Regions from separate parts of the Mus musculus genome. Here all the other regions are linked to region 1. Evidence: chromatin contacts called from public Hi-C and HiChIP or PLAC-seq data. All regions are on one chromosome and are shown on one strand. The core of a region is the stretch at or near the end of the contact, and the rest is flanking DNA. Distances in the headings are between cores, read along the strand shown.

Region 1 (6,446 bases), core at 1,714-4,213:
ATTTCTTTTTCTGTTTTTCAAACTAGAAGAATGGAGCAGAGATCTAACTGCTTTCATTTACCCCTTCCTGATTCCTTAATTTATGTAAAACCTTTGTTAGGCAGGCTGCAGCCTTTAGTATTGTAGCTCTCCACTCTCAGTGGAAGTCAAATTGGCATGAATTACTAATTGCTTCGACTTTGAACCATTCATTGCTTTGTCCAGATAGAGTATCATCACGAAATTTTTCAAATAGAATATTGAAAGTTAAAGACAAAACAGTGAGTTTGGTTGTAGATATATTAAAATTTCAGCTTCAATCAATGTGAATAAGAATGGTTCTCCATGTGTTCATGCATGTGTGTGTGAGTGTGTGTGTGTTTGTGTGTGTGTTGGTGTGTGTGTGTGTGTGTGTGAGCGTGTGTGTGAGCGTGTGTGTGTGTGAGTGTGTGTGTGACTGTGGGTGCTAGTATGTCTATGTGTCTGTGATTGTGATTTTGTGTGCATGAGTGTGTGTTTAAATGTGGGACAAACACAATTGGACTAAGACAGGCAGGGCAGCACAAATACTCCATTGTTTGCCTTTGTTGACAGAGTGGCTGGAGATACAGGGGCTAGAGTGCTGACTGAGGAAGACATTTTGCAGAAATAGATGAGAAAACTACCCACAACTACCATTTTTTTCTCCCTGGCTTATATTTGTTTCTCTGCATCTTAGGCAAGAATAATTTTAAAAGCTCTCTCTCTCTCTCTCTCTCTCTCTCTCTCACGCGCGCGCGCGCACACACACACACACACACACACACACACACACACTCACAAGTAGCACGAAGGTGAATCACAGAGTCACAGATATAAATGAGAATGTTCTTAAAACATTTACAAAAAACGAGCCGTTCCTCGATCCCCCTCATCTCCATGCATACATCCTCAATTAAAACAATGCCCCTGATAGCAGGCAGTATAATCTGCATTTTATTTCACTCATGAGCAAAATAACAAGTTACTCAGGCCTGCGGCACTCATGAGTGATATGGGGCGTGTAATATCCTTTCCATTGAGTTTCCTATTATTAAGCTTGAAATAAGGAGTTCAGAATTAACTGTGACAATGATTTTATCTAGTGTTGGCATCACCATTAGCTTTTGCAGTTTACTGCTAATAAAAGTTTAAATTTGCTATTACTTCTAATAACCTTCTTGCCACCTTAGCTGTAGGAATTAGACAAAGAACCCTGCTGATGTGTGGCTAGTGACATTTTCCGAAAGTGTGGAAAACTATGATGACAACAGTGACTGTTATTTACCCAAGTGTAATAAAGCCAGGCCCCGCTGGCCTTGGGCAGCCTAATGCAAAGCACCTGCTCTTAGGGTGCAGCAGGGGCCATAAAAGAACAAAGCAGAAGACGCAGGTTTCCCACAATGCCATCCCAAGCCTCGGGGATCTATTTCCTAGCAATCCAGTAGATCCTAAAATAGGAAAAACAAACAAACAAATCAAAACAAACAAACAAACAAAAACACCCACCCCCAACAAAAAACAAACCAATCTGGGACATGGCCTACGGGAAAGAGTGGAATATCTAAGTCATTCATTGTCTGGTTAACGGGCATGTTCATATTCACTTAAAGCATCAAGAGTGGGTCATTCTGTTTGACCATTCCACCAAATCCTTAGTGTCCTTCACTGGAACCATCCTCTGAGACACTGGACATTGCTCTTTCCCCCACTTTGGCTGTGTGGGGATAAATTCCCACAATTCATTTCCCTGTGAGTGCTTTTGTGCCCCATGCCCATAGTCTCGGCAGAGGTCTATCTGATAGCCTTGTCCCATTAAAACAAAACAAAACAAAACCCTAATAGTGTATATAAATGAGACAATGGGATTCAGAATACAGAGAAATACAGTGAGCCCAAACCATGTTTAAAGTATTTACTCTTAATTAAACAGAATTATCAGGTTGGCCTTAGGAAAGCACACGTTCGGTCATGCTGTGGTCTGGCTCTGGTGTATGACCTTCTCCATAGGCACATGTTCACTGTGAGTCAGGCCCTGTCAGTGGATGTTTTGTTGTGTATTCACTGGTTCTCTGGGGTTGTTTGTCTAATTCCTCAAAGCGGGGGTAACAAAGCAAAGTTGCTGCCAGTTAAAAGCACACTCTTGGAAATGATGCTGTTCTGCTTTAATTAGTATTTCTTTCCTCAATATCTTCTTATATTTTCAATATTGAATTGCATGAAAAGACAACTGTATAAGAAGAAAGAAGTCTGTTTCCCAACCTGGGCACTCTCCAGGGCATCTTCAGTTTGCCCACAAGTGAGAAATTAACACCTGGCTGTAGAACTCTGAGCAAGACTAGCCTGTACGAGTTCCAGGAAGCTGGAGAGCACAGAGACTGAACTCTGAACAACTTGTTTAGGAGAGGAGGCCCAGGCTGCTCCCAGCCTTACCAGGGCAGCTGGTGCTGCAGCATCTGAGACCTGTTGTTCCTCTCCTCCCTTCTTCAGGCCTGGCTGCTTGCTGGAGGACCGTAATCACTTCCTGGTGGGTGCTAGGCATGCACACACCTTTCCTCCCTCCTCTTGGGTCTTTATCTTAGTTCAATACTTTAAACTAGGATTCTATTGCTCATCCGTAGGATGAGATCAGTGAGATAAGTCGTTCAGGTGCCAACGGTGGTCTACCTAAGCAGCAGGGAAGGTGTGACGTGGAAGATGCCCACAGGACTGCATGAAAATGAGGCATATGGACCCCAGCAGGAGATCAAACGGTATGCTCATGTGATGACCTTCTTGGTGACCCAGGAAGTATCCCTTATGGCTCTGGTTAAGTTTCACTATTCCCTCTCATGTCTAGGAAATGCAATCTCGCATTCGGAGCCAGAAAGCAATGGCATCTTTCCCTTAATGAGTCAGGATCGCATTCCTTATGAATGTGAGTGATTCTTCTCACATCTGGAATTCATCTGTTTAACCACAAAATGTCGGTTAGGAAAGAAAGAATTCAGCGGAGAAAGTGATAGTCAAGGCCAGCCCATGTGAGTTGACTGGAAATCTGGTTAAAGAGAAAAAAAGATGACTAAAAATCAGGTGAAAGCTACTGCTGGCTATCTAATGAGAAGCGAGGCAAGCCAAGGCGAAACACCATTGCCAGCCCCCTCCCTGACGAGTGATTCCATACATTAAGGATACCCACGCTAAACAGTTGTCTTCAGTCTAAGCATGATGCCTCTCTCTCTCAACTCCTCCCCACTCTTTTATTAGTAAAAGAGTTTTAAATGTATTTTTGCTTGTGTGTGTCGGCTTTCTGGATGTGGACTGTGATACAGAGTCTAGAAGAGGGTGTTCTCAGATCTCCTGGAGCTAGAGTTACAGGCAGTTGAAACTGTCCAAAGTTGGTGGTGCTTGGAACCAAACTCCAGTCTCTGTTGAGAGCAACCAGTGCTCTTAACCATTGAGCCATCTCTTATGCTCTTACTTGAAATTTTTGACGTGTCCTGGGGATGGAAACCAGGAGCCCTCACAGTGCATAGGTTATTTCTGTGACTGGCTTGAGGGATGGGCAAGGAGAGCAAGGCCCTCTCTCAACACTGGACTTTGATCCTTCTCAGGTGTATAAATTGTGGACCACAGTTTTTTAGAGTACCCTTGTTTGAACAGCATTAGATTACACTCAGAGTTATTAGCAGTGCAGTAGTCAAGAGCATGTAGAATTAGTGATATTATTTTTGCAATTAATACTGCTGTCTTAATTTTCATATGTTTGTTAGATTTTATTGATTAAGGTAACTCCAAATGCTATGTGTTTTGCTGAACTTCTTCTTCTTCTTAAACTGACAAAACTTCTCTAAACTCATTATTTGCTCCATAAAACAGACAGAAACTGTAGATATTTGTTTCTGGATAAATTGTTTGCTATCCTGTTAACTATAATACTGGGATTCTTCATCTCTCAATTGCTGAAAGCTAACAATAAACAATAAGGTGTCTTCTGTTGCACACAAACAGCCTTCAGTCTGTTAATTGGGGCTAATGAGAGGGAAATTGAACTTTACCCTGCCTCTTTTGTTGTTTCTCTAAATGGTAGGCTGATGGCACTTAGAATTATTGGCTTCTCAACCCCTCACTCTTGTTCTTTTCATTATCTACTGGGACTATACTTTCACTGTCAATGTCAGCCTATGAGATCAGTAGGGAAGCAACTGTGATCATGACACACACACGTGGGACATCAGCTTAAGGGGGGTTCATACAGCCGCTGCCTCTTGGGGAAACTTTAGCGTAAGGGAGGGAGTCCTAGATAATTAAATAGGAGTCACCTGTCCTCTGTTATTTAAAAGTATTTTTCTCCTTAAAAGACAGCAGAGGTTGCTGTTGCATTTTCCACTTATTAACAATATGGGGTGTCTTGCTCTTCTCATCAGCCCTGTGGAATGGGCAGCCTTAGCATGTGAAATGGAGCCCAGCTGCAGAAGGAACAGGAGGGAAGGGGAAACAGACAGTTGAAGTTAGACAGCTTTGAACTTGATTTCTGCTCCAAAGTTTCTTTTGTTTATTCATGCATGCTGCCATGGACCTCTGTGCTTTACGTTTCCTTCTTTAATTTATGGAATGATAAAAGACTCAGTGAGGCCAGGAGTCACCTGTTTGGCTGAGAGAGCTCAGGATTCATTCATTCACAAAACTCTCTCAAAATCTGCTGTGTACCATATGGGATAATTTTTTTTTTTTTTTTAAGAACTGCAACACTAACCAGTAGCTATACAGGGTCTCCAAAAAGTTTGATAGAGTTATAATATAAACAACAGAAAACAAAACAATGGGATTCCACTGGCTTCTAGGTAATCAACAAAGTGATTGCTGGGCACAGAGCAAGGCAGGACTTCAGATCAGAATGGAGAAAGGCAGCTTGGAGAAAGAGGCATTGCGGCGATCCAGGAAAGGGGCAAATCACCAGATTGGAATAATAAATGAAATCAAGAGAGAAATATTCAGGAGACAAATGAGTAATGGCTGTTGGTACAAAGAATCACAACATATAACATGTGCTGGAGAAAATGGGCCCCACAGTAACAATACAAGTAGTTGCTAGGGAGAGAGAGAGAGAGGTTCAAGATCATAACTAGAAAAGGATAGGGACTTCACAGAGAGATCAACAGAGATGACTAACCTGGACCCTGTGGGTTCCCAGAGACCGAAACCCCCAAACAAAGAGCATACACGGGTTGGACCTAGTGCCCCTTGCACATATGTAGTGGATATGCAGCTAGGTCTTCATGTGAGTCCCCAGGAATTGGAGTGAGGGCTGTCCCTAAAGCTATTTTCTGTCTGTGGATTGGCTACCTTGTATGGCCTCAGTGGGAAAGGATGCCCCTAGCCCTGAAGAGACTTGATGTGTCAGGGTGGGGAGATACCCTTCTCAGAGGAGAAGGGGAGAGGGAATGGGGAGAGTGACTATATGAGGATGTGGGGGACCAGGAGTAGGGCAGTGGCAGGGGTTTAAAGTGAGTAAATAAATAAATTAATAGGAAAAAACATAGGTAGAAAAGGGCTAGAAATAGATTCAAATGATTTCCTAAGTTGGAATCCTACCTTTATTATCAATGTCTTTTTATAAAATTACTAATTTATTTTTGATGTGTGTGTGTGTGTGTGTGTGTGTGTGTGTGTGTGTGTGTGTGTGTGTAAATGTATGTGGATCACCTGCATTCTGTGCCTACAGAGGTCACAAAAGAGCAGTAGGATTCCCATGATCTGAAGTTACAGAAGGCTTTGAGCTACCATAGGGATTTTGACAACTAAACCTGAGATCTCTGGATAATCACTCAGTGTTCTATTTTTTTTTCAGTTCATGCTCTTAACTACTATGCAAAATACCCAGTCCTTAATCTCACAGTCCTATCTCAGTTTAGTATTTGTGTATGTGTATGCACTCCTGGTATATATGTATACCTATGTATATGCATGTGTGTATGTGTGCACATGGCCATACATTGAAATGAGTCCTCCACATATATGCTCACTACTCTACAGCTGTCTTGCCTCACAATCAACTTGTAGATTATGTTAAAATCATATTATAATGGAACTAAAAGGCCAACAGACCTTGAAAGATGTCACTAGATAGAGTTTTATTCTCTGTAATTTTAAAACAGAAAAATTCTAGCCATTTGAGTCTGTTTTTGAAATAGTAGAACTCTAAAGAGTTGCCTTTGCTGAGATGAAAAGGCGAAGAAGAAGAAGAAGAAGAAGAAGAAGAAGGAGAAGGAGGAGGAGGAGGAGGAGGAGGAGGAGGAGGAGGAGGAGTAGGAGAAGGAGAAGGAGAAGGAGAAGGAGAAGGAGAAGGAGAAGGAGAAGGAGAAGGAGAAGAAGAAGAAGAAGAAGAAGAAGAAGAAGAAGAAGAAGAAGAAGAAGAAGAAGAAGAAGAAGAAGAAGAAGAAAATCAAGCAAGCAGTTGAGCCAAGCAA
Region 2 (6,446 bases), core at 2,604-5,103, 450 kb before region 1:
GGCCTTGAACTGACTGTGAATTGTCCTATGACCTTGACCTTCTGCTTCTTCTGCCTCTATTTTTTGGAGTGTTGGCATTGTAGGCACTGCTACATGCAGGATGCATGTGCTGCTGGGGATAGACCCAGGGCTTCCTATAAGCCATGCAAGCATTCTGCCAACCGAGCTGCACCCCCAACTCCTAAGAAAGATTCCATCAGATGAAGAATAAAAGAGAGAAGTTGGAACCTTCCTAAAAGAATATCACTTACCTGCTTCCTCAGGAGCAGCAGCCTTTGCCTCATTCTTCTGCATGCCCTACATACAGTGTACAGTAGTAGACATTATCATTTACAAAGTCTTCTTTTAATATATAAATTAATGTTATGTCCTTTAAGCCAGCCTTTATTGGCTATTACATCTAGTTTCATTTTAACAAACACATGTTTCGTATTAGCTAGCTAGAATCACACTAGTTAGTAAAGAAAGAAATTACTAATATCCTCATTTTCCAAGGCCTTAAATTCTAGTATAGGAAAAAGCCATCTGAAACAAAGTATAATGAACTTAGATATAAATAAGAGTTGTATGTGAGGAAGTTTATCAAGTGTTTATTTGTAGCATGGACTGATGGGAGGGCCTGACTCTAATTCCCAGGTGCCCTGGCTCTGAAGACATTATGTATTGGTCCTAGGCAACTGGTTTAGCACACTGCAAAACTTAATGTCCACTACTGTAGATTAGGGGCAGGCAGCAGAATGAGGCAAAAATTTCTGGGTTTTGTAGTTTTATCTTTAACATGGATGAGAAGTGTGTAATGCTATTGCTGTAAGGCTGGGTTCAAATCCTACTCTATCACTTTCCCAGAGCAGCTCCTTGGAAAGGCACTTAGTGAGTGCCTTACCTCTGTTTTCCTCATCTGTAAAATGGGGTGATGGTTGGCGTGCCCACAGGGGTTCTGGGAAGATCTATTTGTACACCTGTGTACTCAGTAAGCTATAGTTTTGTTTTTATTCTCTCTGATGAGGAGCCTCGAAAAGAAGCTGTTCCCCAGGGTCAGACTTTCTAGTTTATTAAATCAACACCTTTATTGACTTGTCGTAGTTTTTAGAAAGTTATTTTTATTATGTGGCTTCACAGTAGATTCTGATTATATGTTGTATTTAAAACTGATTCTCACACAGCTTCAACTTAATGACTTGTAACGCTGAAAACTGCATTCTCATTGATTGTGCTGTGCCTGGTGTTGATTCTTTCTGTCTCTGCTACCGATATGATGATTTTTCTGTCCTCACATCAATAACACTAGGAATGGCCTTCTATCGCCAGATACCTTTTCATTTTGAGGTTTAAGTGGCAAGTGAGTGACTGTCTGTGTTCCGTGATCATCTTTTCTAGCATCTTTTCATTTCCAACACAGTTTTGCTATTGGTTTTCATTATGAGGAAACGGAGAGCGATTTGAAAGGCCCCATTTCTGCATTCAACGGCTGGTGCTGTCGGTCAGCTGCTCAGTTGTCTTATCACTGATAGGGACATTGGTGGAACTGTTTAGCTGAACTCTCAGTGAGTCTGTTTACATTATTTTTATATAAAATCATTAATTGATAGTAGGTTTTTTTCCCAACAGAACAGTAACCTTGATGTATAACATCTTCAAGTGAGTCCTGGGAACAAAGGCAGAGCTGAAGTTGAAGTAATAATCCAAATCTTTCTGATAATCTTCCTTACATAGTGGAAGCTATACTGGACTCAGAAATTTCTTGGATGTGCACTGTGAATGCATTAAGCAAGCCTCTAGCATGCATAAGACATCAAAAAGCTATGTGTATATGTATATGTATATGATGTATATGTATATGATGTATATGATGTATATGTAGTATATGTAGTATATGTAGTATATGTAGTATATGTAGTATATGTAGTATATGTAGTATATGTAGTATATGTAGTATATGTAGTATATGTATATGTATATGTATATGTATATGTATATGTATATGTATATGTATATGTATATACTCTAGAAGTAAAATGTGTGTGCCCTGGAGACAGGAGGCTGCACTTGAGTTGTTTTTTAAATTAGTCTGTGTAAATGTCTGGTGAAAGGAGAATTCCACAAGGCTCTGGGATTCCCCCTTCTCTTGGTGCATGAAATTCATATAGTAGTGGAGAGTTATACAACATCATTGTTGAATAAGAACAAACTTTTACTTTCATATTGTCATCATGAAACATTTACTACCTGTATCCCATGCAACACAAAAACATACCCAAGCATTTTGCCATGGTTATGTGCTTGAAGATGTGATATTTGGGTGTCGTAACATTTCCCAAATTTCCCAGCCTCTATTATTTTAGAGAGCTGATGTAAGACACCGAGACAGAGGAGATGGCTCAACATGAGGACTAGAAACCCATAGGGACCAAGTGGGGGTGGTGGACTGTCTCTAAGTCTAGCCTTAGAAGAAGGCAAGAGAGGATCTCAGAGCAAGATGGTCTGTAAGACGAGCCATGCTGAGGGCTTGATTTTGATTGAGAGATTTAGCTTCAGTGAAGGAGATGGAAAAGCTGTGGAAGATGATTTCCAAAGCCAGAGCTGGGCTTCCACACACATATACACAAATGTGCTCTCTCTCTCTCTCTCTCTCTCTCTCTCTCTCTCTCTCTCTCTCTCTCTCTCTCTCTCCCTCCCTCTCTCTCTCTCACACACACAACATGCAACTCATACATATAAGCATGCACACACATGAGGAAGGGAGGGAGGGAGGGAGGGAGGGAGGGAGGGAGAGGAATGTAAAAACACAACCTAGTGGGGATAGATTTTGACTTAGGGAGAGAACATGTTACTTGCGCACAATTTCTTTCCTGACAATGAAGCATGTAGACCTGTTTGATTTGTGCTCGTCTAAAAGCAAGGGGCAAAGGGGCCTCTTTGTGGTTGTACAACCACGAACAGTTATACCGTGTTTCATCCGGAATGGTGTCTTCTAAGAAAGCTTTTCCTCGGAGTTTATAGCCATTGTGCTTAACAAAAATTTGCTAATTACAAGTTTTCTTTGGTAAGAAGAAAATGTCTCCTTTTCAGACCTTATTATATATCTATAGATGCGTTACTAAATGCTTAATAACCATTTCTGCCCATGATATGCATGTTTTCTCTCTCTCTCGCTCCTTTCTCTCTCTTTTTCTGACAAAATCCTTATTTAAGTGTTTGCTGATTTATATCGTGTTTATTAGACTCCTACCATGACAGATTTTGTCTGACAGAATTATGGTATTGAACATAGAGTTGGTGGACACTGTACACAGCTAATTCTGGCAAGCTGGTCCCAGCTGTTTCCAGCTCAGCACTGCTCCTGAAATGAAAACTGATTATCACAAAAGGTTTTGGGCTTCTACTTATGCTTATCCAGTAACAATTTCTTGCTCTGTAATGGATCAGTTTTTTCCCCCCTATGAAATAAAGTGGACGAAGCACTTAGGAGCCTTGCTAAGGCTCCACCTTTCGGCGATCGTTTCTCCAAGACCACGCGGTTAGGGCCTTTCCCGCGCCTCCCTTTATTTGGTACTCGGTTTATTACAAAATGGAGTTTCCTGGAGTCTATAAATGAACACATTGGCGTGTATACTCCCATTGGCTTCGAGTCACATCAATTTAGAAACCCAGAATTATTTCAGGCACTACTAGCTGTTCTAAGGTTAGCAATTAGCATTTTTAATGTGTGCAAACGGCACCGAGAATGCGGTATCCAAACAGACTGTTTCTCTTAACAAAAAAACCCGCTTTTGAAAAAGTTGGAAAAAACAAACTCCACCGGCAGTCAAGTCGAACAGTGCTCCTCCTTCGCCAACAGAGAGCAGCATACGCTTACGTTACAGAAAGGCCTGCCTATGGCGCATCCCTCAGAAAGCGCTTGAAGCCCCACGGACACGCCTGTTAAGAACCCATTTCTTTACCTGCTCTGAACTTGATGGAGGAGGCGCTGTGATTAATTAGGGGTACATTAAGGCTGTTGATAAGGCATCCTATAGCCATCGAATTTTGTCTTTAGATATTTTCTGTGCACACTACGTCTCTCCACTAGGTTTTCACTTCTGGTTTGCATTTACGAGTTTCTAAAAATTGACATTGTTTTGCTTGTCAGAAATGGCTTTCAACGGGACACATTTTCTCCATCTGGTATAACAAAGTTTAGGGGGTGGGGGTGGGGCAGTAAAAAAGGAAGAGTTTTAAACGTGAGAATGATGGCTTTTAATTTTTTATCTTGTTTTAAAACAAATGACTGTATATAATATCCCATTTTTGGAAAACAATGTAACTGGAAATCTTAAGATGATTTCGATACTGTATTAATTTCTTTTCTGTTATTGGGATAAAATACCCTAATGGAAACCACTTATGGGATGAAGAGTTTATTTGGGCTTACAGTTCCATATCACATCCCTTGGAAGACACGGCAACAGGCAGGAAAGACCAGGCTGCGTGGGGGAACGGGAACCTGGAACAGGAAGCTGTCCAATCACACAGTGCAGGACGCCGGAAGCACAGGGACAATAGCAAATGGGAGGCCAGGCATTGAAATCTTGACCCCGCCTCTGCAGATGACATCCTTCTTCTAGCAAGTTTCTATTACCTTTCCAAATAGAACTGCTGGCTCGGGCCCAAGTGTGCAAACACGAACCTGTGGCATGTTTCCTATTCAGACCATAATGAGCATTGCTAATGTAAGGCTGATTTTGAATATAAACAACAGACACACAGAGACAAAGTTCGGAGCTGAGACGGAAGGACTCAGAGACTGCCCCACCTGGGGATCCATCCCATAAACAACCACCAAACCCAGACATTATTGCATATACTAACAAGATTTAGGTTACAGGACCCTGATATAGCTAGCTCTCTCTTGTGAGGCTATGCCAGTGCCTGGCAAATAAAGAAGTGGATGCTCACAGCCATCTACTGGATGGAACACAGGGCCCCCAATGGAGGAGCTAGAGAAAGTACCCAAGGAGCTGAAGGGGTCTGCAACCCTATTGGAGGAATATGAACTAACCAGTTCCCCCAGAGCTTGTGTCTCTAGCTGCATATATAGCAGAGGATGGCCTAGTCGGTCATCAGTGGGAGGAGAGGTCCTTGGTCTTGCAAAGATTATATGCTCCAGTACAGGGGAATGCCAGGGCCTGGAAGCTGGAGTGGGTAGGTTGGGGAACAGGATGGGGGGAAGGTACTGGGAACTGTCAGAGGAAACTAGGAAAGGGGATAGCATTTGAAATGTAAATGAAAAAATATGTAATAACAAAACAAAACAAACAAACAAACAAACAAAAAAAAACCGGACACTGGAATAAAATGGCAATGCCGAGACTTGGCATGGATTCTGAACTTTTGAACAATTAATTATAATTAACTCTAATTAGCAATTTTGCTGGATTTTGTACATTAATATTAGGGAAAGCATTTTCACTTAAGGGTTTCATGTTCTAATAAAATGCAACGTCTTTAGGTTGTAGGGACGAAATATTAAACCCATATTATTTCTAGACAACAGCAGGAAGGAGTTGCTTGCAATGCATTTCAGTTCAAACTGGGTAAGGTCAGATCTTAAAAAAAAACGTCAGTAAGGAATGACTCACCACACTTTCTATGGATTTGTAAATTCATTAGTTTGACATGGGAGGAGGTCATGAGGGAGGGAAAAGAAGAAGGAGGAGGAGGAGGAGGAGGAGGAGGAAAAAACTCCTGATTAAAAATATGTGTAATCTGCATTTAGAAAAACGTTGTGTAATTTTAAATGTAGAGAGGGCAGAGTGTAGTTGAAATACATGTAACTAAATTATATCAATTAAGATGTATTTTTAAAGGTGTTAGTAGAAGTTTCTGTGCAAACTGTAGTCTACTTCCCAGAGTTTGTGTTGAAAGGTATGCATTAAGAATGTCCATCCAGATTGGTGAGGTGGCTCAGTGGGCAAAGTCCTTGCTGCACTAGTGTGATAAACTTGGTTTGAATCCCCAGACATATAATTTAAAAAGCCAGGGGGCAGAAATGTGTAAGGGCAGTAGTTCTAGGAGTAGGTGGGAGGTGAAGAGTGGGGAATCCCTAGAGGCCTAAGACAGCTTGCCTGGAAAATGTAGCAAACGACGGAGACCGTGTTCAACAAAGCCGAGACAGAGGTCAAGGCTGTTCTTTCACCTCTACGTGCACATGGTGGCATCTGTGAGTCTGCGCTCACATAGAGGAACATGTACACACATACACACACAGAATCAGAGATAAAAAGGCCAGTGTACCAAAGAGACATTTACTCTGGGCTCTCTAACAGCCTGGGGCTCTACATCCTCTTATATTTACCATTCTAAACATAAAAATGGTAACTAGGACCCTAAGCTGTTTTCCATTTTAATATATTTATCTCAGACTATAACAAATTTTATATCTTCAGTGATTCTCTCACATTCTCTAA
Region 3 (6,446 bases), core at 1,934-4,433, 410 kb after region 1:
GTGGGTGCTTGCAGCCGACCATTGGACTGAGCACAGGGTTCCCAATGGAGGAGCTAGATAAAGTACCTAAGGAACTGAAGCGCTTTGCAGCCCCATAGGAGGAACAACAATATGAACTAACCTGTAACCCCAGAGCTCCCAGGGACTAAACCACCAGCCAAAGAGAACACATAGAGAGACCCATGGCTCCAGCCTCATATGTAGCAGAGGATGGCCTTGTCGGACATTAATAGGAGGAGAGGCCCTTGGTCCTGTGAAGGTTCTATGCTCCAGTGTAGGGGAATGCCAGGACCAGGAAGCAGGGTGGGTGGGTTGGTGAGCGGGGGGGGGGGGGGATAGGTGATTTTTGGAGGGGAAATGAGTGAGGAAAGGGGATAACATTTTAAATGTAAATAAAGAAAATATCTAAGAGAGAGAGAGAGAGAGAGAATGCTTGTATGGGATATTTCTTAAAGCTGGAAGGAAATTGGACTTCGGTAGATTTTAGTTCTCTCTGAGTGTTTTGTGAAAGGCTGAAGCCTGAGGAGTTTGGATTATCTTTCCTGAGAAGCAAGGTTCAAGTACAGCAATATATACATTGTGTTTCCTGTCTTAAAGACCATAATGAAAATAGAAAGAGTAGGACTTGGGGAGGCAAATAATGTCCAGCTAAGAGTTTCCTTAGCTGTGCCATTTAGGCAAGGACTCATTGCTGAGAGACAAGACCCAGAAATGAAGTTTCATTTGAACGTCTAAGAGAATAGAAAAATGGAAACGTGTTGTGTGAAGTCAATGGATAATGGGAGTTTTCCCCCAATTAAAAATGTTCTATGTCATCAATACAAATGTCTGTGGGAATGAAAAATACAAAACAATAAACCCAAATCTACCCAAGTAATGTCATTTCACAAATGGGTGATGAACTGTCACTATGTGTAACATACAGTGTCACATAGCAGATGAATCTGCGTGAAAGACAGTGTTCTTATTCTTAAAGAGGTTTGGAATTAGAGACAAAGAAACTAGGACAATAATCTCACCCACAAGTTTATTCACAAGATCAAGGTTTTATGAGAGCCTACGGCCAATGTTTCTAACCTAGCTTGGGAGTTAAGAATTTTTCCAACACGAATTTCCATTTGACCTGATGTGAATAGTAAATAAGCCTAATGATGGAACAGAGGGCATGGTGACCACACAGCTGGGGATACAGAATTGCTATAAAAGGGAGCTGTGAGCCAGAGACTGTATTAACATGTATTAAGGATGCATCCTTACAATCAGGATCAGGAGATGGCTTGTTTGGTAAAATACTTGTTGCACTAGTATAGCCCTCAGTTTGATCTTCAGAGCCCACGGAGGAGGGAGGTGTCTCCAGACAGCCTTGCCTAATAGGATAGAAAATGGTACCAAGAGCATAGAAAGTAGACTCTAGTAGCAGTCCTTGGTGCAAAAAATAGTGGACTGGTTTTCAGGAGACTGAGGTAAGAGATCATACAGGCTGGGACACATGCTAGTAAAGGCAAGGCAGTGAGAAGGGGATGTTTTAATTTCCTTCTCTATAAAATAGTGAGTTACAAAAGGCTTTAAGCAGACAAAGTGACATGAAGAAACTCAATACCCACTTATGAAAGTCAAACTGGCTGTGGATTCATGAATGGAACACAGAAGAAAAGAGATCAGAGGCAGTGAATACTAGAAATAGCTTGAAGGAGAAGCCAAAAGACTTCGTTCTGAAGGAGGCATTTTTCATAACTTAAGTCTTTCTGAAAGCTGAAGATGCTCATTCCTAAAAAGATATTTTTTTCTTGGATCTATAGCTTAATTGAACACATTTAAACAGCCCAATCTCAATGTCCTGTTAACTCTAGAGACTCAAAAGAATCAATGAATTAAAAGAAGGATTTCCTTTGAAGACATTTGATACCCAGTAGTATTGTGAATAAGAAAATAAAATGATAAACAGAAATCAATCCTAATGGCACAAACAGACCTATAATCTTAGCACTCAAGAACATGACCCAGAAAGATAAAGGAGAGGTTACAAAGAGATGAACACTGAGGAATTGAAGCTCATATATTCAATGGATATTAAAGGCAACTGACCATGTGCTGGAAAGAAGTCTTTTTGAGATGAAGTAATTTAGACCTCAGTGTGTAGTTCACTGGTAGAGCATGCCTGCCATTAACATTTGCAAGAATATAGATTTAATACCCAGCACACACAACAATGATGATAATGATGGTGATGGTGATAGAAAGAAATAGAGAAAAGTAGAAGAAAAAGAAAGAAGAAAGGGAGAAAGAGAAAGAAGAGAGAGAAGAAGAAGAAGGAAGGAAGAAAGGAAGGAAGGAAGGAAGGAAGGAAGGAAGGAAGGAAGGAAGGAAGGAAGGAACTCATCAACATTTCCTTTTCCTCTTTCACAATTTTCTCCACATGCTTAATGTCATAAGAAGAATCATATCAACCGTAGACTTATTTCCTCTGTGTTTGGCCATCTCATGGTGCTCATAGGTGCACTAATCAATAAAATACCTATGAGGAAGTCAACAGTTCAATTGTTTCTCTATCAGAACATAGTCCTTGAAGTTTTACATAGATCTCACTTCCTTTGCTTCTGTAAGAAGGCCATTCCTGAGATTCCTTGCATAACATCACTCAGTAGTTGCTCCCTCTGCCTCCTACATTGTTACTTGCCCTTTTTTTTTCTAGATCTCTGAAATTGGTTCCATATGGAGCTGTGTCTGATTCATAAAGCAACTCCGCCTCACATTCTCTGGCTTCCCATTGCTAAATTATACTTGTCTTTTAAATTGTTTCTGAGGTTACAATTAAAGTTGGTTGTTTTCCCCCCTCTCGTTTTCCTAACAGAACAAGTTTCAAATGGGAAGATACCTTTGTCTCCATTTTCTTCTTTTTAATTCCATTGCCAATGGTTAATGCTACTTAGTAGGCAATATGGTAGCCTTGCTCATACTGACTATAAAATACCAGAGTAAGACAGTAATAGTGGCTTGTTGGACATGGAGAATGTCAAGTGACACATGGGTGTCGAAACCCTAAAAGAAACAAAGGACAGAAAGCCAGCAGTCTGATTTCCTCTGTGCTACACAAAGATACTGCAACACACATGCAAGACTGTGGAATTCTAGCCGCCACTAAAGACCAAGTTCATGTGACATCACTGGTTGGATTGCAAGCCAACGTCCTTGGGAGTGTTGGCCTCCTTCCAACAAGAATCAACCGCAGTTCAGCAAGCTCTAGATCTGCCCTGCTTGTGCAGTCCACAGCTTTGAGCATTTATCTGCACTGTGCAGTCACTGGTGTAATCTTGCCCAAGTTGAAGAGTCAATGTTTGATTCTGTGCATTTGCTGGATTACCATTATAGGCAGGTTGGTGCTTGGTGTTTGTGTAAACCCTTATACATATGAAGAAGGAAAGAAAAAGAAATCAGGGACGGTCAGGGTGATGAACACACTGTCATAAATGCTACATTTTAGCCCTGTTATTCTACCTTTCCCTTTGGATGTCATGTGCAAGTTCAAGGTCCTTTAAACACCTTTTGTTCACAGGCCACCTGAACTGTAGACAGTGAGTGCTCCCAAAGTCTAACTCAGCGAATCACAAACTGTTTCAGCTTTGATGCTCTGCTGTTTTGCAGGTGTGCTTAGGAAAGCTTGTTATCGATGCTATATTGCAGATGTGAAGAAATTCCCTACAAGTGTATAATGATAACCCATTAATAAATAATAAGATTAAGAATTAGAATCATCTATCAGTTATACAATACACAAAATAATGATGAGTACAATTAAACTAAAATTTGAAGATCCCTTCTTATAGTAACTATTATCAAAACTTGAAATATGTATTTCAAAAAAACCTTTCAATAACGGTTGGCTTTCATGTCTTATATGATGAAGTACCTGGTAGATAGCTATATAAAAATAATGCTGGGCTCTTTTGAGTTTTAACTATTAGTTTGAAAGAATAATATATGGAGTATGTATGTTTGAGCCTTTTACATTGTGATATTTCTAAATTTTCTCCTATTTAGACAAAAATATTTAATTCTTTATGATCATAAGTTTTCATGGACCATGTTAATTCCACTTTAAAATCCATATTCTAGTAAATTATTCTTGACACATGTTTAGCTCTTTCTAGTTTTTCTCAATGATTTTATTCAGAATCTTCACACATGACTCATGTTAGGTAAATAATTAAAAGCTAGCCCTTTGTTATTTTATATTTTAGCTAGATTAAAGAACTAATGTGTTGTTATAGCATGCAGCCTATGACAATCCACATTACTATTTTTATAAAGGCATTACAATATCTCTTATAAAGACAACATGAATGAAAGAATGCATGCAAAGTATTTTGTAGGACATCTCTCCTCATAAAAATAAGTGGGAAACTCTTTGTTAACAGTAGGGATTTTATTAGATTTTTCAAATTCACCCTGATGGCTTTTCTTTAATCAGTCACATATTAACACCAATGAGTCCTATAGAGAAGACTGTTAGAAAGATGGCTGAAATGCAACTTCTGCTGAGGTGTTCCCCCGCAGAGTTGGAAGCAAACACCTCTGCTCTCCTGACTGTGACAGCACACTGATCTTTGTGAGTAGGTGGGAAGGAACTTGAGTTGGGGTAGAAATGAGCTTATAGTGTTATTTCTCTTTCTTTTTCATGTCTTTTTTTAAAAGTTATTTTCTTTATTTAATTCCAGTCGTTTCTCCCTACCTCAGTGACCTCTGCCACAGTTCTTCATCCTATTCCTCCTCCCCACTGGCTCTGAGAGGGTGCCTGCCCCACCAGGTACCCCCCTTCCCTGGGGCCTCAAGTCTCTCAAGGATTAAGGTCATCTTCTCCCACTGAGACAAGACCAGGCAGACCTCTGCTATATTTGTGCCAGGGACCTTGGAGCGGCCCATGCATGCTCCTGGTTGGTGGCTCAGTCTCTGGGAGCTCCCTGGGGTCTGGGTTAGTTGAGTCTGCTGGATACCTCTGAGGTTACTCTCCTTTTCAGCTTTTTTCATTTATTTACAGTGGTCATACTAATATTTTTCAATAGGAAGTTTTGGTCAGAAATTAAGTAAACAATAACAGACTTTTAAAGTTGGAATGGTATGCAAGCAGAGTGCTAAAAAATCAAATTTCTGCCCCAAATATCCAGCTAACTACTGTCCTTCAAAGAAGGCTAGAAGACGCCAGCAAGATTTTGCTGAAAGGATCCTGATATAGCTGTCTCGTATGAGGCTATGCCAGTGCTTGGCAAATACAGAAATGGATGCTCACAGTCATCTATAAGATGGAACACAGGGCCCCCAATGGAGAAGCTAGAGAAAGCACCCAAGGAGCTGAAGGGGTCTGCAACCCTATAGGAGGAACAACAATATGAACTAACCAGTACCCCCAGAGCTCGTGTATCTAGCTGCATATGAAGCAGAAGATGGTCTAGTCGGCCATCATTGGGAAGAGAGGCCCATAGGTCTTGCAAACTTTATATGCCCCAGTACAGGGGAACGACAAGGCCAAGAAGTGGGAATGTGTGGGTAGGGGAGGAGGGTGGAGGGAGGGTATAGGGAACTTTCGGGATAGCATTTGAAATGTAAATAAAGAAAATATTTAATAAAAAAAGAAGCAATTCACCCCCAAAAAAAAAAAAAAAAAAAAAAAAGGAGAAGGCTAGAAGACAATACTCTTTGATACTAACCTGCTCTAAGTGTTACATTCATTCTGTTTTGAAAGAAGGATTTTAAACTTAGGTGTAAATTTCCAAGTACTGATGACATATTTGTAGTGTTCTAGAAAATTGTTAGGTTGAACGTATATGTATATAGATATAGATATAGATATTCACAGGAGGAAATTTGCTGGAGAACTCATGATGAATGAATGTTTAGATTAGTAGAGAGTATTTGCAGGGTTAGGGGCTTGTGGGGCTTAGAATTAGAAATGAGTAACAAGGAAACATAGATTGATGAGAAGGGACTTGTGAAGAGATTCTGTATATACCTAAAACCTTGTCTAGGGGGAGTAATTGAGCTTCGCACGTGGGTTACAGGAGTTCTACAAGAGGGGAAGCACTGGTGATTTTTTGCTGTGAGAGCATAGAGGTGCGAGAGAGAAGGGAGGTAACAGGTACAGATGGCCCAGATGCTCATACACAGTACTATTTAGAGTAGAATACTGTGTATGTGTAATGAGATCATTTTCCAAACAGCAAGGATGTCACTGTCTTCTTGGACTCTTTTTTCCCCCTACCATTAGCACACAGCTATTTAATTCACACTTGGGCACTCGGTTACTCTTACCCTCCATGTTTCGACGCAGAGTGAGACACCACTGTGATTGCTTCAGCTCCAGTTCCCTCCTCCATCTGCAGAAATGCAGTGTCCCTTCCAGATGTCCCACCCCAAAAGACCACTGACAAACTAAAGCGTCCTCGGTGAATTAG
Region 4 (6,446 bases), core at 1,857-4,356, 380 kb after region 1:
ACCACATGAATATAGTTTTCACTATTTACATTTCTACTGGTGTTCTGGTCTTCTGAAATCCCATCAGAATAATTAACTTCACTTACTTAGAGAATTCAAGGCATTCTCTATTCACAGCTCCAAATTCTTCCATCTTCCTCCCTTGTATCAGTTGCAAGGCCACAAAAATCACATAGATTTATGAAAGCAGTAGCCCAGTGTTTGGAACCAACTTTCTGTGGTAGTTACTTTTCTCATAGAAGTGAGAGAATACATAACAAATGCAATATAAAAGAGGATAGGTTTAATTAGACTCACAGTTTTGAGGGAACAATTCATCATGTTAGAGAAGTCATGGTGTGAAGTGGAAGGACAGCACCATAAGAGGCAGTGGAGATATTGGCATAACTTGTTGATCTCCTACAAGATGAAGAAGTAGAAAATGAGGCAAGATGCAGACTTCATCTTCAAATTCTCATCCTCCAGGCATTCCTTTTTGTGTCAGCCATGCTCCCTGCCCCACATCTTCACAAGTTCGCCAAAAGGCACTGGCAGCTACTGACTAAGTATTGAAACCCACTAACCTATGGAAGACAATTCACATTCAAATGACAATAGTATTTCTTCAGTGTTTTCCTCACACTCTTTATATAAATCTGAAACAGGATTTAACAACTACTTGTTTGGGTACAATAACCATAATAATTAAACTTCTCTGGTACCAAATGACTATCTGCCATTAATCAAATCTTACATCACAATGACTACCTGCCTGATAAACAACTTAATTTTTTTGTTTGTTTGGTTTTTGTTTTTGTTTTTATTGTTGTTGTTGTTTTGAGACAGGGTTTCTCTGTATAGCCCTGAGTGTCCTGAAACTCAGTTTGTAGACCAGGCTGGGCTCAAACTAGAAATCCACCTGCCTCTGCCTCCCAAGTGCTGGGATTGAAGGCGAGCACCACCACCACTCAGCTGATAAACAACTTAAGGGAAAGAAATATTTACTTTGGTCCATGGCTTTAATGATTTCAGTTCATCATGGTGGAGAGAACAAGACAGAGTTGAGTAATTCACATGAGAATACATAGGAAGGAAAGATAGAGAAAGGAGAGAGGGGAAGAGAGGGAAAAGGGGAAAAATGGGGAGAGAGAGAGGAGGGAAGAGAGAGAGAGAGGAGAAAGTGGAGAAAGGGGGAGAGAGAGGAGAGAAAGTATGGAGAGAAAGAAGATGCTGAGAGCAAAAATGAGAGAGAATGCCTGTCTGTGCTAAGGTTCTTATCCTTTAAGCCTTTCTCTTCATTGTACCCTACAGCCTAGGGGATGGTGCTTCCCACATTCTGGGTATGTCTTTCCCTCTTAGATAGTTCTCTCTGCAAGTATCCTTTTAGACATACCTAAAGTTATGCTCTACTGAGATTGACATGTCTCTAACCAATAGGCTGACATTTGTGAATAACTGGCAGAGAATTGTCATACAAGAATTAACATATTTGAACTGTAGTTCAAATATCAATAACTAGTCAATTGTATAATTTTGACAAAACTATTTCACCACTCTACACACTTTCCGTTTTTATCTGATCGCACTTTCCATTCCATATTCAGTCCTGTGGGAAAATAGAGGTTTTCTTGTGTCTTAACTGCTATTATCTTCCCTTCCTGCTGCCAGCCCAAAAGAGGGAACACTGATAAGAAAGCAATGATAATGCAGGGATCTCAAAAACACAGACTCCAGTTCTGTGTAGGACACTCTTTATGACAAACTCATTATAATAGATCTATGCCTTCCTCTACATTCCATTTTCAATATTGTTCTGGTGTATGTTTTGAGGTTAAAAGGTAGGATTTGGGATCACTCCCCAGCAAAAGTTCAAAAATTAAAGTCACATCGAAGCCCAATGAAAATTAACTGGAGCAGGAACTTGAAGCCAGCATCAGGACCACATGAAAATTCTCTTGACTTTTATGTAGACTGGCACCAACCAAGTATGCCAAGTGCAGTATGCCAAGTGCAGACCTACTAAGAAAACTGCAGTTTTGCTTCTAATATCATTATCTATTGAGTACTCGGTATTCAAGTAACATGGAGAGCTGGCAGCTAAATCAAGTCTGGAGTGCTGAGGCCCAGGGTTTAGCACTAGATTTCCAGTGTTGCCACTAAACTCAGGGAAGGTACGGGGTCTGAATGAGATACAGGAAATGTTTTGCTGGTTTTCTTCTTTTCACAAGTTTTGTCTTCTTGAGGCCCTGGCAAGAGCTATCTATGAGAACAATGCTACGCCTGGCATTTCCCATCAGTCTCTCATTCCCTACTGTTACATCTCTTTCCAGTGTCCCTGATCTTCTTAAGAAGGAATTGAGTTCCTTAGTGCTTTCTTTCATTCTTCCAACTAAGAGACTTACGCAGCCCAGGGGCCACCATAAGTCTCAGTGCTATTGAGCAAACAATGTTTGATGATGCTTTCCTCTATCATTGATCGATATTCCTTTTTCTTTCTATTTGCTTATTCATATTTTGCTTAGTTTCCTTTTGAGATTAGTACTCGGTATCACTCAGAATAGCTTTCAATTTTTGCTTACTTTCCTGAGACAGCCACAAAGAACTAGGGATAGAAAACACAGGCCACCATGGCTAGTGGAGTGGAGACTAAGTATCAAAGGCTTTGTTTCCTCGCACACCTATTCTGAAGCAGATATAATGAAGGACAAGCTTCTTCTAAGATGATAATCTTTTGCAGATATTATATTGCTGGGGAGAATGTCTGAAGTTAAAACAGGGCTCAAAGCAAGGTGTGTCCATTCAGGATTTCAGCTGTATTCTAATGAGAACAAGAAACATATTTAGGCCAAAGAAATAATCAGTGACTTGTTGAATAAATAAAAAGAAGAACAAATGACTGAAGGATGTTTCCTGGTGGGATGATTTAAAAGAATTCCTTAGGCTATTGGAAAATGATATTTCTGGGCTCAACTCTGCTTTAGAAACTAAAAACCTTAACCTATCTTCTGCATATCTTTGTTTCCTAAGAATGCCTGTGGGAACTTTAGAAATTTACCACATACCAGGATGGTGGAGGGGAGTGAGTCACTGACCTTGGGTGACACCTGGAATTTGACCTTCAGACTAAAGTATGCCTTTCTACTACAATGTTTCAGTTTTATAGGGCTTGTATGCATTTAGGGCTTTAAGGCAGGAATTCTCTGAGGCTTCAGACATAAATTAAAGCCATATAGTGTCAGCTTCAATAAAGGTCCCTGTTTTTTAAAATTTTTGACTTTCACTTGGAAAGACAAGATTGTGCTGGGAGGTGGCTTTTTGATCGCTCTCAACATTTTTCCGGTCATTCTCAACTCCCTTTCAAAAGAACCTCCCAACAGAATTACATGAATACCATGCCCCCAAGGTGAATGCACTGTTTGGAACAACAAAATATTGATTTCCCATTCTGTTGCTTCCATTTAATTTAAACCAAAACGCAAGAAGGAGAAAGGGTTGGTGAGTGTGTAGTGGTATAACCCCTTTCAGTGATCCTTAAAACCTTCACACATTGCCAGGGTTGAATTTTGTTGACAGATATTTATTTCAATCACATTTTCTCCTTACATATCTCTCCAAAGCCGTCTTTTTCTTCTGTTTTCTTTTTTATTTATTTTATTTTATTTTTTAAAAGAAAGCTGAAGTCTTTCTTAAAGCCAGGCATTTTTAGCCTAGGGTGATTCCAAGAACTGATGCAGTGAACATTAAATCCTAGCCGTTTGCCCAATTCAGTCTCATTCATCATAGTAGGTTTAATTCTTAGGTCTTACTTCAAAATAGCCTCTAAAGTTACTGGCTGCTCTGTAGATGTGAGAAAAAAAAGCAGCTTTCTACCACCTCCAGCAATGTGTACTTTTGTCTTTGTGGTCCCATGATTGCTGCTCTAGGTCAAGAACACTCAGGCTTCCTCTTGAAGCACTGTTCCAGCCACTTTGCATAGCTGGTATCTTCCCAAAGACTTCCTGACCCACATTCCTCCTCATTTTCAACACTCAAAAGCATGTTCCTAGGTTATACTCCTCTTTTAACATTGAAAATGAAACAAACTGGTTACTGTGATTTTTTTTTTTTTTTTTTTTTTTTTTATCTCTTAGTGGTTGTAGGACTCACTATCTGATTCCTTTAGATCTGAAGATACGGGCTGTCTTTCTCCAGTTTTATTATTTTACTTGTTTATTGAATAATATAGCCTTCTTTCTTAATATTGATTTCTAAGATTTTTAATACCCCTTTGCTGATCCTTAAAATTGTATTCTTAATTCAATTATAACTCCTCCATACCAGACGGTTAAATATTCAATATGTATCATTATATTAACAATTTGGTAAGGTTGCTTGTACTGTTATATGTTACTAGTCAAAACGTAAGGAATCAGAAAAGTTCACAAACTTAGCTTATTATGGGGCCAACAAGTAGAAACCTAACTTAGGACACTGATCTTGACTTCCAAAGCCTGTCTTTTAATCTCTACACAACTCTATATGTCATCAATGGATGGCTATTTGGGGAAATAATATTCACAAATAGAAAGAGAAAACATCATTGCTTTAAAAAGTGTGACAATGGTCATCAAGAACAGGAAAATCTATTTGTATTTCAAACTGTAACACATTACATTGGTATAAATATAGTCCACGCCTAAGGAAGCCTTCAGAGCTGGGCTGCTGAAGAGGACAGGTGAAACCAGGGACTAGGTTTTCTGAGGGTCTTTATTTTCATTCAGTTTGTTTATTTGTGACTTTCTAATATACTCTCATTTGTTTATTTTGCAGTACTAGAGATTGTGTGTAGTGCCTTTCACATGTTCTTCCACTGAGCCATGTCCACAGCCCAAGCTATGGTCTTTATAAGCCATAGAAGGAAGGGTCAACTGCATGTACTATTCGCCTAGCTTCTGGAGGTGTGCTGACAGAAGAGGCTTGCTCATGAGCTTGAACGGTGCTACAGCTCATGAATTTTCCCACCTCATTTAAGTAGGTTTCTTAGTGTTCATGTATTCGTTTTTAGGACTTTTGGCTGGCCAGCATCCTTCTTGGTTTATGCCTAGTCTTTACTTGGTATAAGTAATTGCATAAGAGAAAGCTCTATTCCCCTGGCAATTCACTTAAATGCACAGAAATGACTCTTATTGCTCCTAAGTTATTTGGCTTGGATAATCTGTCTATACCCTAATGCCCAGGACCGGCCTCAGTTGGCCTCCTTCCATCTGAGGAAGAAATCAGGGTCCCGGACAGGTGGGCAAGGAGTTGGTGTGGAGGGGTGACAGAAAGACATGGATACAAGGGAGTGTGCTGTATCTGAATGTAATCTGTCAAATTGAGCATCAAACTTTTAATACAAAAGAAAAGAGGGAAGTTAGGTGACACATCAGCAAGGTACAATGAGGTTACCGGATACTTAATGGCTCTTACACAAAAGAGAGGAATACAAACATAAAGACCGGCAGGAACTGGGCAATAAAACAACTGAGACAAACTCAGTTCTCTTTAAGGTCAGCCATATTCTTAGAAGCCAGGTTTGAGGTCTTTACACTCCTGAGGCAAGGACTTTCACACCCAAGCCATGGTTCTAATTAGAGAGTTCCGCTCTAGCTAACCTTCTCATGAATAATGCAATATTCTAGTTCCTCCTCAAACCACAGCCTGATCTACTTCCTAAACCATTGCAAATTCCTGTATATGTGAGTGATTGTGTGTGGGGACTTTCTACTAATACGTTATGTAGTCTGCCATATATAACTATAATAAGAATTCTAAACTTACTTTGCTAAGCTTGCCCGAGATTTCTAACTCTATATAGTAGATAGTAATGCCTGATTTCTCTCACTATCTCTTTTACAATACTAGAGGCAATTCTGAATGTTACTGAATAGACAACATTCTTACTGAATTCCAAGCCCAGGGCTACAACTGTGTGAAAGAGAGCACACAGATCCATTCACAAGGACATTATTGAAGCATTCTTTATATGGGATGCCACGGTTCCAGGAGACTAGTTTCCATGAACTTTTCACCTCGGGACTGTGTCCAGGTTTCTAGACCTGTCATGTGAGTCACTACTGGAGTAGGTGTAGCACCCTAACCCTATCCTTCTCACCCACTGGAGATAGTGCACACATATTTTAATTTACTTCAGAATCACACTGAGATCTGGCTGGTGTGAGTTACACTGACAATTCATATGGCAGGGAGGGTAGGAAGGGAAAAAGGAGCCACATTCACCACTGCCTTAGTCAGGGTTTCTATTCCTGCACAATCATGACCAAGAAGCAAGTTGGGGAGGAAAGGGTTTATTCAGCTTACACTTCCACATTGCTGTTCATCACTGAAAGAAGTCAGGACTGGAACTCAAGCAGGTTAGGGAGCAGGAGCTGATGCAGAGGCTATGGAGGGATGTTCTTTACTGGCTTGCTCAGCCTGCTCTCTTATAG

What was found. HiChIP or PLAC-seq counts read pairs in DNA pulled down with a chosen protein or histone mark. A called contact is a pair of places that touch in the nucleus more often than the background predicts.
Region 2: a Hi-C map of tail fibroblasts shows a contact between it and region 1, with 2.7 times the contacts expected there. The contact joins two enhancer-like sites. A contact is called at or near these places in 2 of 484 Hi-C or Micro-C datasets (adipose-derived mesenchymal stem cells and tail fibroblasts) and 2 of 115 datasets of contacts at active chromatin or transcription factors (the NIH/3T3 cell line and fibro-adipogenic progenitors).
Region 3: a CTCF HiChIP or PLAC-seq map of the NIH/3T3 cell line shows a contact between it and region 1, with 9 read pairs. The contact joins two enhancer-like sites.
Region 4: a contact with region 1 is called in a CTCF HiChIP or PLAC-seq map of the NIH/3T3 cell line, with 12 read pairs. The contact joins two enhancer-like sites. A contact is called at or near these places in 1 of 15 datasets of contacts at CTCF or cohesin (the NIH/3T3 cell line) and 1 of 115 datasets of contacts at active chromatin or transcription factors (the NIH/3T3 cell line).

Annotation. Positions count from the first base shown.
Region 1 is chr3:147,443,233-147,449,678 of GRCm38.p6, forward strand. No RefSeq gene overlaps it. Among named protein-coding and RNA genes, the nearest start is that of Gm37041, 18 kb to the left of the region's middle. Within about 2 kb of position 2,964, at least 49 of the 459 cell types and tissues checked have an H3K27ac peak or open chromatin away from gene starts, as enhancers often do. A contact at or near this core is called in the NIH/3T3 cell line and tail fibroblasts, where this site is marked.
Region 2 is chr3:146,990,713-146,997,158 of GRCm38.p6, forward strand. No RefSeq gene overlaps it. Among named protein-coding and RNA genes, the nearest start is that of Gm29771, 100 kb to the right of the region's middle. Within about 2 kb of position 3,854, at least 20 of the 459 cell types and tissues checked have an H3K27ac peak or open chromatin away from gene starts, as enhancers often do. A contact at or near this core is called in tail fibroblasts, where this site is marked.
Region 3 is chr3:147,850,353-147,856,798 of GRCm38.p6, forward strand. No RefSeq gene overlaps it. Among named protein-coding and RNA genes, the nearest start is that of Gm40173, 71 kb to the right of the region's middle. Within about 2 kb of position 3,184, at least 37 of the 459 cell types and tissues checked have an H3K27ac peak or open chromatin away from gene starts, as enhancers often do. A contact at or near this core is called in the NIH/3T3 cell line, where this site is marked.
Region 4 is chr3:147,821,620-147,828,065 of GRCm38.p6, forward strand. No RefSeq gene overlaps it. Among named protein-coding and RNA genes, the nearest start is that of Gm40173, 99 kb to the right of the region's middle. Within about 2 kb of position 3,107, at least 18 of the 459 cell types and tissues checked have an H3K27ac peak or open chromatin away from gene starts, as enhancers often do. A contact at or near this core is called in the NIH/3T3 cell line, where this site is marked.